Regions from separate parts of the Urocitellus parryii genome. Here region 2 is linked to region 1. The links are chromatin contacts, called in public Hi-C maps. All regions are on one chromosome and are shown on one strand. Each heading gives the region's core, a stretch centred on a gene start, on an enhancer-like site or on the middle of the called end of the contact. The rest is flanking DNA. Distances are from core to core; before and after follow the strand shown.

Region 1 (7,206 bases), core at 3,036-5,535:
TGATATTCGTCCTCCCTACTCAAAAAGAACCCACCAGACCAAGCAGACCACACGATGCCTCGACTCCACCAACAAAGAGGCTACTCGGCGCGCCTTTACAGCACAGGTGGGACCTCTTCCCCAGCCTTGCGCACTGCTTGACCCCTGCGCCAAGGCTTGGATCAGGTCACCCGACGCCCCAGCCCCGCCTCTAGTCACCCCTGCCCTGGGCCACCCTCGCGCCTCCATCTGGCCCTGACCCTTGGGTCCCTGCGCAGCTCCCGAATCCCGGGAAACCAGAGGGCGGCTGGCGGCGTCGCGGCTCCAAGAGGGACCGCGGCTACACCCCCGACGCCACAGCAGGCAGACACCGCGGGGCATCCCTGTGGCTCCAGAACGAGCTGGGCCGAGGAGGCTGCTCGGGACAGGCAGCTAGCCAGCCTCGCGACCGCGCTGGGGGCGGGGACGCTGTTACCTGCCGTGGGCTCGGCCGCTCCCCGCCGGCGCCGCTCTCCTGGCAACCGCGACAGCCACACGAAGGCCCAGAGCTGAAGGGCCTAGTGACAGCTCCCAGTGTGCACTGCGCGCGCCCACGCCGGCGTCGACGTTGACGGCCCTGGATCCCGCCCCCATCACTCCGTGCCAGCTGACGCTAGTTGGTGCTACAGCGCCCTCCAGTGTATATTAATGAGAAGCGGTCACGGGGAGTAGACCAGGAACGGGGTTTAGCAGGCATTTTTCACTCGCCTGGAAAAGTCCCAATTTGATGGAGAATTTGAAGGGCTTATAGGAATCGAAAACAGATTTTAATTATTATTTAAATAATTATTTAAGTAGATGTACAATTTTTGTTCTTTAACAATTTAAAGAGTTATGAATATTTTTTTTTTATGAATAACTTAAGGTCCCAAGACGGCCAGTGTGAAGTTAGGAGACAAATATTGATGTCATTGGGTACTGAGTATAAAGCCCTTTCGATCATGTCAAATTACGTCAAGGTGGATTTCACCGTTTTGCCCACACTATAGGGGAGAGAACAAAAGAAAGTTTTTACAAATGTGTGACTCTTTAAATAAAATATAACGATCTCTTTTTAAATTTTCATTTGTTATATATGAAAGCAAATTGCATTATAACTCGTATTACACATACAGAGCAAAATTTTTCATATTTCTCGTTGTACATATGTGGCACCATTCGTGTCTTCATACATGTTTTAGTGTAATGATGTCTATCTCATTCCACCATCTTTCCTACCCCCATGCCCCTTCCCTATCCCTCCCCTTCCTTTGCCCTATCTTTAGTTCATCTAATCTTCCCATGCCCTCCCCACCCTTAAATCAGAGAAAACATTGGGCATTTGGTTTTTGGGGATTGGCAAACTTCACTTAGCATTATATTCTCCAATTCCATCCATTTACCTGCAAATACCATGATTTTATTCTCTTTTAATGCTGAATAATATTGCATTGTGTACATATACCACAGTTTCTTTATCCATTCATATATTGAAGGGCCTCTAGGTTGGTTCCATAGTTTAGCTATTGTGAATTGTGCTGCTATAAACATTGATGTGTCCGTGTCCCTATAGTATGCTGCTTTTAAATCCTTTGGGTATAGACCAAGGAGTAGGATAGCTGGGTCAGCTGGTGGTTTTGTTACCCCTGTTGACTGGTGAAGACTCCTTGCTTCCCCAATATTGAAGAATAACACCAGAGAAGCACACTGAGGCAAGGTCAGAGTGGAAACTAGAAGTTTATTAAAGGACAGCAGAAAAGACTTCTCCCGGAGGAAGAAGGGGACCCAGAGATGGAATCCGTGGAAGTGCGGTTGTTTCCCCTTTTTATAGTTCTTTCAGTGATGGAATGTAGGTGGGAAGGTCCGAGGGTGGGGCCCAGGTGAGCCAAAGAAGTAATCTGGTCAGGAAGGACTTCTGAGTCAGCATCTTCAAGTTTGCTGGGGGCTGTTTATTAACACTTCTTTGGGATGGGCTCTGGGCCTTGGACTTTTCCTGGACTTCATTAACATTCCAAGAGTTGTTCAACTTTTTCCCAGAATTCATTCTAAACATGGCCTCTATTTTGGATCTTACTCGATATTAGACCCGATTTACCTAACTACACTGACTACCTAACTTTAAATCTGGCTTCAGTTTCATTCCCAGTTTTCCAAGGGATCTCCATACTGTTTTCCATATTGGCTGCACCAATTTGCATTCCCACCAATAATGTATGAATGTGCCTTTCCCCCCACATCTTCGCCAACACTTATTGTTGTTTGTATTATTAATAGCTGCCATTCTGACTGGAGTGAGATGAAATCTTAGAGTAATTTTGATTTGCATTTCTCTAACTTGCTAGAGATGTTGAACATTTTTTCATATATTTGTTGATCGAGTGTATATCTTCTTTTGAAAAGTGTTCAGTTCCTTGGCCCATTTATTGATTGGGTTATTTGTGGGTTTGGTGTTAAGATTTATGTGTTCTTTATATATCTAGAGATTAGTGCTCTATCTCATGTGCATATGTTAAAAATTTGTTCCTGGCACTGGAGTTATGGCTCAGCGGTAGAGCGCTCCCCTAGCATGGGTGAGGCCCTGGGTTTGATCCTCAACACCACATAAAAATAAAATAAAGGTATTGTATCCAACTATAACTAAAACAAAATATTTAAAAACAAATTTGTTCCCAAATTGTAGTCTATTCACCTCACTGATTGTTTCTTTGGCTGGGAAGAAGCTTTCTAGTTTGAGTCCATCCCATTTATTGATTCTTGATATTTTTTTTTGAATTTTTTTTTTAATATTTATTTTTTAGTTCTCGGCGGACACAACATCTTTGTTGGTATGTGGCGCTGAGGATCGAACCGGGCCGCACGCATGCCAGGGGAGCGCGCTACCGCTTGAGCCACATCCCCAGCCCGATTCTTGATATTAATTCTTGTGCTGTAGGAGTCTTATTAAGGAAGTCAGGGCCTAATCTCACATGATGGACATTTGGGCCTAGTTTTCTTCTATCAGACCCAGAGTCTCTGGTTTAATTCCTAGTCTTGATCCACTTTGAGTTGAGTTTTGTGAATGGTGAGAGATAGGGGTTTAATTTCATTTTATTGCATATGGATATCCAATTTTCCCAGCACTATTTGTTGAATATAACACTCTTTTAAGCTAATAAAACATTAATTGTTAAGAACATGCTGTTCTAAAAAATATGCTGTTTTAAGAATGTTATCTATTTTGATATGTCAGTATTTATGACAGCCTTGGGGGTTAATGATGGAATAGTATATCAAGTGATCATCATCCATTAAATAGACGAAATAGTTGAAAACGAATAGAAAAGTTTATTTTTTTTACTAAATTTTACCAAGTTAATTTATTTTTACCAAGTTCCATGCATGATTTCAAATTATTCTGACGGAACAAGAATTTGTGCAGCAAATACCATAAAGTTTAAAACTCCAAAAACTGATTTTAGAAAAATTATCTTAATCCAGTATCTTTATAGATTTTAAGGATTTTTTTAAACTGATATGCTTCAAGTTTGGTGTGTAGTAATTATGACTTTGAAATGATAAAATGAAGCATCAATAAACAGAATTTTTTATACAAACCATCATTTTTTTCTTTTAAAATAAGTGTTCTTTGTTTTTAAAGAAGTCCTTTTGAAATTCTACTGTGATCTTATATTTTTACATTTCTGCATTATAAGTATGTATATTATAGTAGATCCTTTAGTAAACTTTCAAAAATTATCTTGTAACGAAATTCTGATTTATCTGAGGTAGTCTTTACTTTGTAAAATAGTAGAAATGTGTTATCTGGAATTATTCCAAGTTATATGAATGATTGATCCTTTAATTTAAAATACTAGACTTGAATCACACTCTTTTATATAGGTAGCAGAAAACTTCCTTACATTTTGAAACTATTTCAATCTTGAAGCTATCCTGTTTAAACTGAGAAGCAATGCCAAGTTGATCTTTCACATTTTTGTTGTCTCAGAGGCTAACAAAAGACCCTATTTCTGATTGTCCCCTCCTAGGGACAGAGTCCACCTGATCACTTCCGTCCATTATCTCATGCCTAAGCAAACTAGCTAGAGTGTGCCCCACGACCGTCGATTTTTATAATCCTTTTACAGGGAGGCTAACCCGGTAGGTGGTGCTTTTAGGAAGTGTAACCTGGCTCTGGCCATCAGTTTTCTCAGCGGGTTTTGAGAATGTGCTCCGGGGGTGGGGCCGCGACCTTAAGGAGGCGCACTCTCCGCCCGGCAGGCGGCGCTGTGGGCTGACAGAGGGCGCCAGCCGAGCGATCTGGTGCTGCAGCTGCCACTGTGGTCGCCTCCTCTATTTCAGCTGCACGTGCAACTGCTCCTGTCCCTGGTGGCCCGGGTTCGTGAGAACCTCCGTCTCAATCCAGGGCGGACCGGGTGCTGGCGATGGAAGCCAGTGCGGTGGAGACGCGTGTGTTCGTGGAGGTGCGCAGACGGCTGCAGAGCGCGCTGCTGATCGTGGGGTAAGGCCGGGCTGGGAGTGCTGATCCTGGGGTAAGACCCGGTTAGGCAGAGCCCAGCTCGCGCTCCTGCCGCCGAGTCCAGCGGCATTCTCCGCCTCCCTCAGAACCACGGATTTTGAGTTTCCTGTTTCTAGCTGTTTGCACGTCATGATTACTCGGAGCGAAGCACCACTCCCTCCCCGTGACTGACAGCCGGCACATCTTTTGGGAGCATTTTAGAAGTTCGGGGTTTCAGCGCCACACCAGATCTGCTGAAGCAAAACTTAGACTTCTGACAATATTCCCTGGATTCAAATGCATGTTGAAGTTTGAGGAAGAGTGACGTAAAACACCATTGGCAGTATCAGGCGTTTCCAATAAAACCATAAAAAATGCCTGACTATCTTTATTCAGGATCATCCATGTAAAGATCACTTCCAATGTTGGGCTTCCTGTTTTGTAAATAACCTCCATTTGGGGATTTTGGAGGTTGTTTGTTTTCTCTTCCCAAACTGCTCAATACAGAGGAACTGAGGGACACAATCAATAAACCCATGTTCAGTGAATGCCTAAAAGGGATTGCAGACTTCTTATTGGAGCTCATTATCTTTTATTCGTTTTCCAAGTTCCAATGAGAAGTCTGCAAACTTTTATTATTCACTATATTGACAAGAATTTCTTGGAAAAAAAAAAAAGTTCTCTTATTGTCAGCAATTTTAATGGTTTGTGGCCCTGTCGCCTACTTCCTTTTGACAGCTCTTTCAAATAGAATAAGTGAGAAGTTAAGATCCTGAAATTTTTTATTATACAGTGCCACCGCTAGATAGATGCTCAACTTTTCATCTTTTCTTTAAATCTGCCAAGATCTGGTGTGGAGGTTTTGGATTTGGGATGAGAACTGACTTCAAATCCTAGCTTCCTTGAAGATAGGTTAAATTGATCTGACTTTCTTCAATTTTAAAATGCGGGTATTAGTACTTCTGGATTTTTTCCCTTCTTTCTTTCAAAAATCATGAGTTCTGGCTGGAGTGTAGCTCAGTAGAATACTTGGCTAGCATGCTGGAGGCCTGAGTTCAGTCCCTAGCACTGCAAGAAAGATCTTTATTCTTGCTGAGTAGTTTTCCATCAAATGAATGGTCCACAAATCATTTATACATTCTATTGCTAGAAGTTTTGCTTGTTTCCAAGTTGAGTACTGTTGCCATAACATTGTTTTCGACTTTTGATGGACATATATTTTCTTTTTTTTTTTTAAGAGAGAGTGAGAGAGAGAATTTTTTTAATATTTATTTTTTAGTTTTCAGTGGACACAACATCTTTATTTTATTATTATGTGGTGCTGAGCATCGAACCCAGTGCCGCGTGCATGAGCCACATCCCCAGCCCCATATATTTTCATTTTCCATGAGTCAATACTTTATAGTGAAATTGCTGAGTCATATGATAGATGTGTGCACTTCTTTGTGAGAGACTTCTGAACAGTTCTCCAAAGTGATTATACCAGTTTACACACTCACCAGAGGGGAGCTTCAATTTTCTTCACATTCTTGCCTGCATTTAGTATCATCAGTCTTTTTGGTTTGAACCATTCTAGTGGATATAAAGTAGCATCTCATGGTTTTAATTTGCATTTCTCAGATGACTAATAACATTGAGCTCCTTTTCATATGCTTTTTGGCAATTCAAACATTTTCTTTTACAAATATCCTCTAGTTTTCTTGCATAATTACATGTACTTTACTTGTTGAGCGTCTCTGATCTGAAATTCTCAGTTTGGAATTGTCTAATATCTGAAACTTTTCCATTTTAGTTGATTTTGAATGTTTGAATTAGGCATGCTCAACATGTGGTATTTTTTTTTTCTTTTTTTAAACAAAAGGTAAATTTATTGAAAGTGAAAGTGAAAGTAACATTCAAGTAAACTAGAGCTGAATGTGCCCAACTTCAGCGAATGGCTCAAGGCTAACTTGGTGGGCTGGGGATGTGGCTCAAGCGTTAGCGCGCTTGCCTGGCATGTGTGCGGCCCGGGTTCGATCCTCAGCCCCACATACCAACAAAGATGTTGTGTCCCCCGAGAACTAAAAAAAATAAATATTAAAAAAAAATTCTCTCTCACTCTCTTTAAAAAAAAAAAAAAGGCTAAGTTGGTGTCTTTTGATAAACAGAAAAATTAATTTTAATGAAGTCTAGTTTATCACTTTTTTATATAACATTTTTGGGGTTTTGGTACTGGGCATTGAACCCAGGGGTGTTTTGCCTCTGAGCTACAGTCCTTTTTTATTTTTTTTTTATTTTGGGATAGGATCTCATTAAGTTGTTGAGGCTGCCCTTTGAAGGTGTGATCCTCCTGCTTCAGCCTCCTGAGTTGCTGGGATTATATGTGTACACCACTGTGTCTGGCTTCACTAATATTTTGTAATAAAAAAAGTTTGTAGAGAGTTTTTTCTTAAGTTTTTTTTTTTTTAATTGCTATTATTAGAGATGTGGTTACACTGTGTTGCCCAGGCTGCCCTTGAATTCCAGGCCCAAGTGATCCTCTTGCCTTAGCTTCCCAAGTAGCTGAGACTATAGACTGGTGCGCCACTATGTCTGGCCTACTTTTTAGAAGTTTTATAGTTTTACCTTTTGTGTTTTGATCTATGGATGATGAATTCATTTTTTTTATTTGCAGTGAGTTGGATAGGGGTGTTTATTTTCTTCTAAATGAATATATCTTCTGTAGAATGGAATGG
Region 2 (7,206 bases), core at 2,168-4,667, 630 kb after region 1:
AAGAATTTTAATATTTATTTTTTAGTTTTCGGCAGACACAACATCTTTGTTTGTATGTGGTGCTGAGGATCGAACCCGGGCCGCACGCACGCCAGGCAAGCACGCTACCACTTGAGCCACATCCCCAGCCCGAATTACATTTATTGATTTCTGTATGTCGAACTAAACTTGCATCCCTAGGATGAACCCCACTTATGGAAAGATCTCCCTTGTTCTTGGATAGGCAGAATTAATATTGTCAAAATAACCATACTACCAAAAGCACTATACAGATTTAATGCAATTCCAATCAAAATCTCAATGACATTTCTCATAGAAATAGAAAAAGCAGTCATGAAATTCATTTGGAAAAATAAGAGACCTAGAATAGCTACAGCAATCCTTAGCAAGAAGAGTGAAACAGGTGGCATTACTATGCCAGATCTTAAACTATACTCCAGAGCAATAGTAACAAAAACAGCATGGCTTTGGCACCAAAATAGACTGGTAGACCAATAATAAAGAATAGAGTACATAGAAACTTACCCACATAATTACACAGAAACTAACCCACATAATTACAGTTATCTTATATTAGACAAAGGTGCCAAAAACACACATTGGAGAAAAGACAGCCTCTTCAACAAATGGTGCTGGGAAAACTGGAAATCCATATGCAACAAAATGAAATTAAACTCCTATCTCTCACCATGCACAAAACTCAACTCAAAATGTATCAAGAACCTAGGAATTAAACCAGAGACACTGCACCTATTAGAAGAAAAAGTAGGCCCAAATCTGCATTCTGTTGGATTAGGCCCCTACTTCCTTAATAAGATGTCTATAACACAAGAATTAAAATCAAGAATCAGTAAATGGATGGATTAAAAATAAAAACTTCTCAGAAAAAGAAACAATCAGTGAGGTGAATAGAGAGCCTACATCTTGGGAGCAATTTTTTACCATTCACACATCAGATAGAGCATTAATCTCTAGGGCATATAAAGGACTCAAAAAGCTAAATACAAAAAAACACAAATAGCCCAATCAATAAATGGGCCAAGAAACTGAACAGACACCTCTCTGAGATGAAATACAATCAATCAACAAATATATAAAAAAAATGTTCAACATCTCTAGTAATTAGAAATGCAAATCACAACTACTCTAAGATTTCATCTCTTCCAGTCAGAATGACAGCTATTATGAAGACAAACTACAATAAGTGTTGGTGAAGATATGGGGGAAAAGGCACACTCATACATTGCTGGTGGGACTGCAAATTGGTGCAGCCATTATGGAAAACAGTACAGGGGATTCCTTAGAAAGTTGGGAATGGAACGACCGTTTGACCCAGCTTCCCACTCCTTGGTCTATACACAAAGGACTTAAAAACAGTATACTACAGGGACATAGCCACACCAAAGTCTGTAGCAGCACAATTCACAATAGCTAAATTGTGGAACCAATCTAGATGTCCTTCAGTAGATGAATGGATAAAAAAATGTGGTATATATACACAGTGGAATATTAGTCAGCAATAAAAAAGAATAAAATCATGGCATTTGCAGGTAAATGGATGGAGTTAGAGAATATAATGCTAAGTAAAGTTAGCCAATTCCCTAAAACCAAGTGCTGAATGTTTTCTCTGATATAAGGAGGCTGATTCATAGTGGGGTTGGGAGGGTGAGCAGGGAGGATTAAATGAACTCTAGATAGGGCAAAGGGGTGAAAGGGGAAGGCAGAGGGCATGGGGGTAAAAAAGATGGTGGAATGAGATGGATATCATTACCCTAAATACATGTATGAAAACATAAATTGTGTGAACATACTTTACAACCAGAGGTATGAAAAATTGTGCTCTATATGTGTAATGTGAATTGTAATGCATTCTGCTGTCATATATAACAAATTAGAATAAAAAATGTTTAACAAAAAATAGAATAGCCTATTGTTAAAACTATCTTTGTCTCTCTGCGTGCCATACCCTGTCTTCTTTGGGGGAATTACTCCTTATTCTGTTTCATTCATATGAATTCAGAGATTGTTAATCATGATATACTTGACTCTTCATTTAATCCACGCCAATAGGAATACATTAGGCTTTTGGAATTTTTGTGCTTGAGGCAGATGCCTCAATGCTACTTTCTCTAACGGCCAAAGCTAAGATGTCCTTCAGGAAGTCACAGCCAGCAAGTATTCTCTTGTGAAAGACCATCTGAAGAAGAAATTAAACAATAAGCTCTCAGGCATTTCTAAGAGGTCAGTTATACTGCTGACCCCGTTCTTGTAGAACCTAATCAGGTTTGGATTTCTATCTATTGGGGCAGCTGTGTAATTCCTTACCCATGCAACTTGAAAGACAGCCCAATCATATAATAAGGAAGTAGCGTTTTTGATTATGAAGAGTAGTGTTTGAAAAAATATGGCATCTATGGAGTTTATTGCAGATGCTATGTGATTTAATTTTCTGTTCCACTCCCAATGCCTAGATTATTCTTATAATTGTCTTTTCTCAATCACCACAATCTTCCAAAGCCATCTCTAATTTTATTTCTTCTGTTAGTCTAATCTATAAATTCTAGTCAATTATTTTTCCAAACTTTGACTTTTCAATCACCCAAGTAACAATTATTGCAGTGAAAATTACAAAACAGAAAATGACAGAAATTAAAAATTACCCATTCTTACACTACACAGAATTAATCATGGTTGTGGTTATATTTTAACCCATTCAATCCCTTATGTGTAAACACATTTAAAAAAATGACCAATTTTTATTTCTTCTCTCCTAACCACAACTACATTTTTTATTCAGCTGTATTTCATTTGTAGTTTCCTTATTATTTCAATACTCTGCACTGCAAATAACAATACCTTTGAAAGGTATTGAAAAGCACCTTATTTTACAGGGAAAATAGGAGCAATTCCACATTTCTTGGCCTCAGATGTTCTTTATTTCCTCATTTACCTAGTTATCTCCTGATCATTCTTCTGATATTAATTCATGTGATATGTCTTTGGAACGTCAGATAAAATCTATCATGGTATATTCTTTGACATACTTGTAAAAGTTGCAATTTATTTTTATGTTAGGATTATCTGAGTCTATTTGATCATTATTGGATCCTCAGTGCTTATAAGTGTCTGAAACTTCGCAATTTTTAAGTGAAGGATGCTTGGAATCATTAAGCTGCTAAGAAAATATTTATAAAAGTAGCAATGTTTAGGAAGTGTTATTGTGTGCTAGGCACTCTGCTAAGTGCTATATATTTCTATAATTGCATTTTTACTATCTCAAAATGCATCAATGTTCTCACTCTGCAAATGAGGAAATTGAGATTTCAGAAAAATCAATTAACTTGCTCAGATACAAATAAGAGACAGATAAACGTTTTGAACTCAGATCAATGCTTTTATTTACATCTTTAGCTTTGTTCGCCAGTACTGGCTTCTTTATTCGTGAGTTTGAAGTCAGCATATACAGCTTACTTTCAAAATCACTGTTTTTACATTACAGATTGGTTTTTGTTATATGCCAAAGTAGTAAGTAGGGGAGCAAAGAAACGACAGACTTTGTACTGGGAGAAGCAGGAGAGCTGGATCCCAATTAGTCTCCCTTCCTTCTTCACTAACTAGCTTGTGTAGGTTTGGGCTAGTAACTTGGCCTCCCACAAAGGTTACAAAGTAGGAAGTAAGAAGACATCTAGTCCAACTGCTTTTAATAGATGAGATTAAGAGGCTTGTACAATACACAACGTGGCAGAGGTTCAGCTAAATGCTGACGTCTATTGTTTGAGTCATACTACCCCTCCTTGAACAAATATTTACTGAGTGCCTACTGTATTAGGCACTAGGCAGAAGTATTTTTACCATTCGATATTGATTATTGGCTGTCTTTCCTAATACTTCTCACTAAGCAACTTTAAAAACAGCCCTTAGATTCAGAGTTATATGGGGGAAAAACTTCCTGTAAGCCTGGCGTTAGGCACAGGGTGGCATGACCCAAGTCAGCAGCTGGTCGTGCTAGTGGCGATCTAGGAAGGGAGTGACGCCTTCTGACTCTGGGATAATCCGGGTGTACCAGAGGGTCAGCGTGGTTAGGCTGTCTTCCAGAGACGACGCCTTTGGTTTTCCACTGACCCACACTGCTAATGTTACACGAGGAAACTCCACTTTGCGTGCGATCAGATGCCCAAGGCACGCGGCCAGGTCTCCCCGCATCTTCGCTACCCCGGGTTTGTCTTCCGTATTGAGCTGCCGGGAAAGCGACGTTTCTATATGAGCAACAGCTGACCTCGAGAGGAACACTTCCTCATCGCTGCTGGCCTAGAATCCACCCCGACGGACTTTCGCCACTCTCGGCCAGCCCGCAGCCCCAAGGCCGGCAGGGTCAAGCAACTCCGGGACGCCAGGCAAAGGCCACAGTTGGGTGCTGCCACGCTAGGCCTTCTGGGCAGGCACCAGCCAATGGCCGTAAGGCATACATGAGCCCCAGCCAATCAACACCCATCTTGTTCCTGGGTCCCGCCCGCTCGGGCCCTTTCTCCCAGCCCTCCTCCCGGTGCCCGTAGTCGCGGCTGTAGCTGCAGCCGCCTCCAGAGCCGACCGGGGTCTGGGGACCGGCACCTCCTGGCGCCGTTTAGTTTCTCCTACTGCCTTCACTGAGGATGAGTTCCTGTGTTGCTGTGCGTCCACCCCGCGGAGACCACCGGCGCAGTTTCATCTAGCGACTGGTGAGGGAGGGCTCCGCGCGGCCCGACGCTGTTCAGCGGGCTGAGGTGACGGCGTCCCGCCAGTCACTCGGCCGTGGGAGAGCTCTCGCCTCTCAGAGGGTGCGGGTGACCGCGGACGCTGGTGGCGCGAGTCGACCACGGGGAGGTTACTCCGCGCCCCAGAGGCCGCTGAGGTTCTTGTGAACTAGCGCGGGCCGACCCAGTGGCCCTCTGCCGTCTCCTCTCCACCGCCCCCCTCAGCTAATGAATGGCCTGTTCAGGCCACTTGCTACGTTGCATTTCTGCCTGACACGCCCTCCAACATTGTTGCATTCCCAGTGTCACTTCTCTTTAAACCCGGGATTGGAAACCATTCCTGGTGGCGCCCTTGGCCCCTTTACCCCCTTCGTGGAGTTCCAAAGTTTGAGTCCACTCTGGAGACTGTCGGAGAGCAGGTCGTGAAGTTAGGTGGGAATTGACAACTATGTTAAAAAAGGAACAGCGGCTTGTTTGAGAAGTGCGGAAGACAGTGCTCTTATTAGCTTTCAGGTTCTAGAAGCGTTGTTGTTCTGATACGAAATAGAGAACGCCCGTCACAGGCCATCCTTGTCGCTTGTTTTCCAACATAGTTCTAGAACTTAAGTTATGTTATCCCGACGCTATGTTTTTCAGGAAGCTGAGGTTGAGTAGCACCTTCTTTCGTATGCTTGGAATTGGGGCATTTGAAATTGAAAATTCATCAGAAGTAATGAAAGGATGTTACTTTTATGAGTGGGTAGTGTTTCTCTGCTTATATTGTGCAAGCATTGGCTTTTTTTTTTTTTTATCATTTCCCTTTTTTACTATTTTGGATTCCTTGATTTTTGTTTCAAAATCTGGAGTAAGGTAGGTGAGGACAGAAAGAATGTTTTCTAAAAATAAAAAAAAAATCACAAAACAGATATTCAAAAAACTTTAGTCAACAAAAGATGAAAAATGGCTGTGTTCTATTAAAAAATTGACAAATATTAGAGACTTTCAGTATGCTAAGTTCTGTGTAAGGCACTTACTACATTTTTAATTTAAAATGCTTCTGGACTATAAATTCAGCACTCTACATGTGAATGTATCTTTAAACTAAAGAAACTCAGTTTACTTGATTAACTATTATAAATGATACAAAACTAATTTGCCATCATCAAGAGGGGCATAATTCTTTGCCACATTTAGAGATGTGCTTGCCCCCTAATATTTGGGCGATTTCTGTATTGCAAAACTAGATAATGCACTGATGAAGTATTGAACTGAAGTTTCCAGATCTTGTACCCAGAGAATATTTGAGAAAACTGTAGAATAAAATAAAATTTTAAAAATCTGAATTACTAATTTGCTAAATTGTGTCTGTATTTTAAAAGCTAATTTTAGGGTCAACAGAAAATGTTTTAAATTCTTTGATTATGAGTCAGTAATCGGCAGCTTATAACATTTATTTATATGTATACAAATTTATTGGGAGAATATTTTGGTTTTAAAGAGCACTTTAAACCAGTAAGCCTGCTTATTGAACGTATTTTGTGAGAAATAAGTATAGCATTTCTCCCCTCCTTTCCCTTAAGATAAGCTTAAAATCTTTATGTACATATGAATTTGTCATTAAACAGATATGCATTTGAATTCCAACTCCCTAATTATTGGTAGTATGATTTTAGTTACTTATTCAACATCTCTGATACATAATTTCTACACTTAGCAGACAGTTTATTATTATCATTTCACAAATGAAGAAATTGAGGGTTAGGGAGCTTAACATACTTGCCCAGGGTTTTGCATGTAGCAACCCAATACATACAACCCAAAATTGGGATAGTTTTTTCGTACTGCACTATACTACTTTTTATTGAAGAATTCTCTTTCACTGCATTTTGATAGAGCAGCTTGATAGGGTGAAATAGGCAGTATGTAGAGTGTTCATTTTCTTTCGGTGTGATTTTTGGATAGACTACTTATTTCTCCTTGTAAAATGAAGGTAGTCATATTTATAGGGGCAATGATGAGGCTGAAATGAGGATCATTTAATATAAATAAAGCTGTGAACGTGTTCATATGAAAGCTCGAAGTATTATGTTTATAAGCCATGAGGAAGTGTTAACCTTATAAAGATTTGGGTGAAAAGCATTCCAATCAAAAAGAACTTTCATATAGTTACGCCATTTTGTCATCTTGCTTACCAGATGCGTGATTTGTCACATTTAATTTTTAAAACCAAGTTAGAAGTTAAATAGTTGTTTTCTCCTTACAAATGAACTGAAGTTTCAAGAAATTAAGTTATGTGCCCATGGTTTCTCATCTAGTTAGTGTTGAACCTAGTTGCTAGCTTAGGTATTCTGAATTTGATATGCTGTATGATCCCCAGATCTAACTGAAATTTCTTGAGGTCCTGAGGCTATTTTTAACACATGAGATATGAGTATTGGTTCATTTTGGTCTTGGATATGTTAGGGAATAGCATGATCTGACTAATGTTTTAGGAAGT

What was found. Hi-C and Micro-C count contacts between places; a contact is called where the count stands out from the background.
Region 2: a contact with region 1 is called in a Hi-C map of muscle, with 4 times the contacts expected there. The contact joins the promoter of Ibtk here to the promoter of Ube3d in region 1. A contact is called at or near these places in 2 of 2 Hi-C or Micro-C datasets (liver and muscle).

Annotation. Positions count from the first base shown.
Region 1 is chr8:75,563,087-75,570,292 of mUroPar1.hap1, forward strand. It overlaps Ube3d (ubiquitin protein ligase E3D), which reads left to right and starts at 4,286. Exons shown (of 10, transcript XM_026411003.2): 1 at 4,286-4,495. The coding sequence starts at 4,419. Dop1a (DOP1 leucine zipper like protein A) reads right to left here and starts at 538. Exons shown (of 39, transcript XM_077801472.1): 1 at 455-538.
Region 2 is chr8:76,198,601-76,205,806 of mUroPar1.hap1, forward strand. It overlaps Ibtk (inhibitor of Bruton tyrosine kinase), which reads left to right and starts at 3,418. Exons shown (of 29, transcript XM_026411484.2): 1 at 3,418-4,715.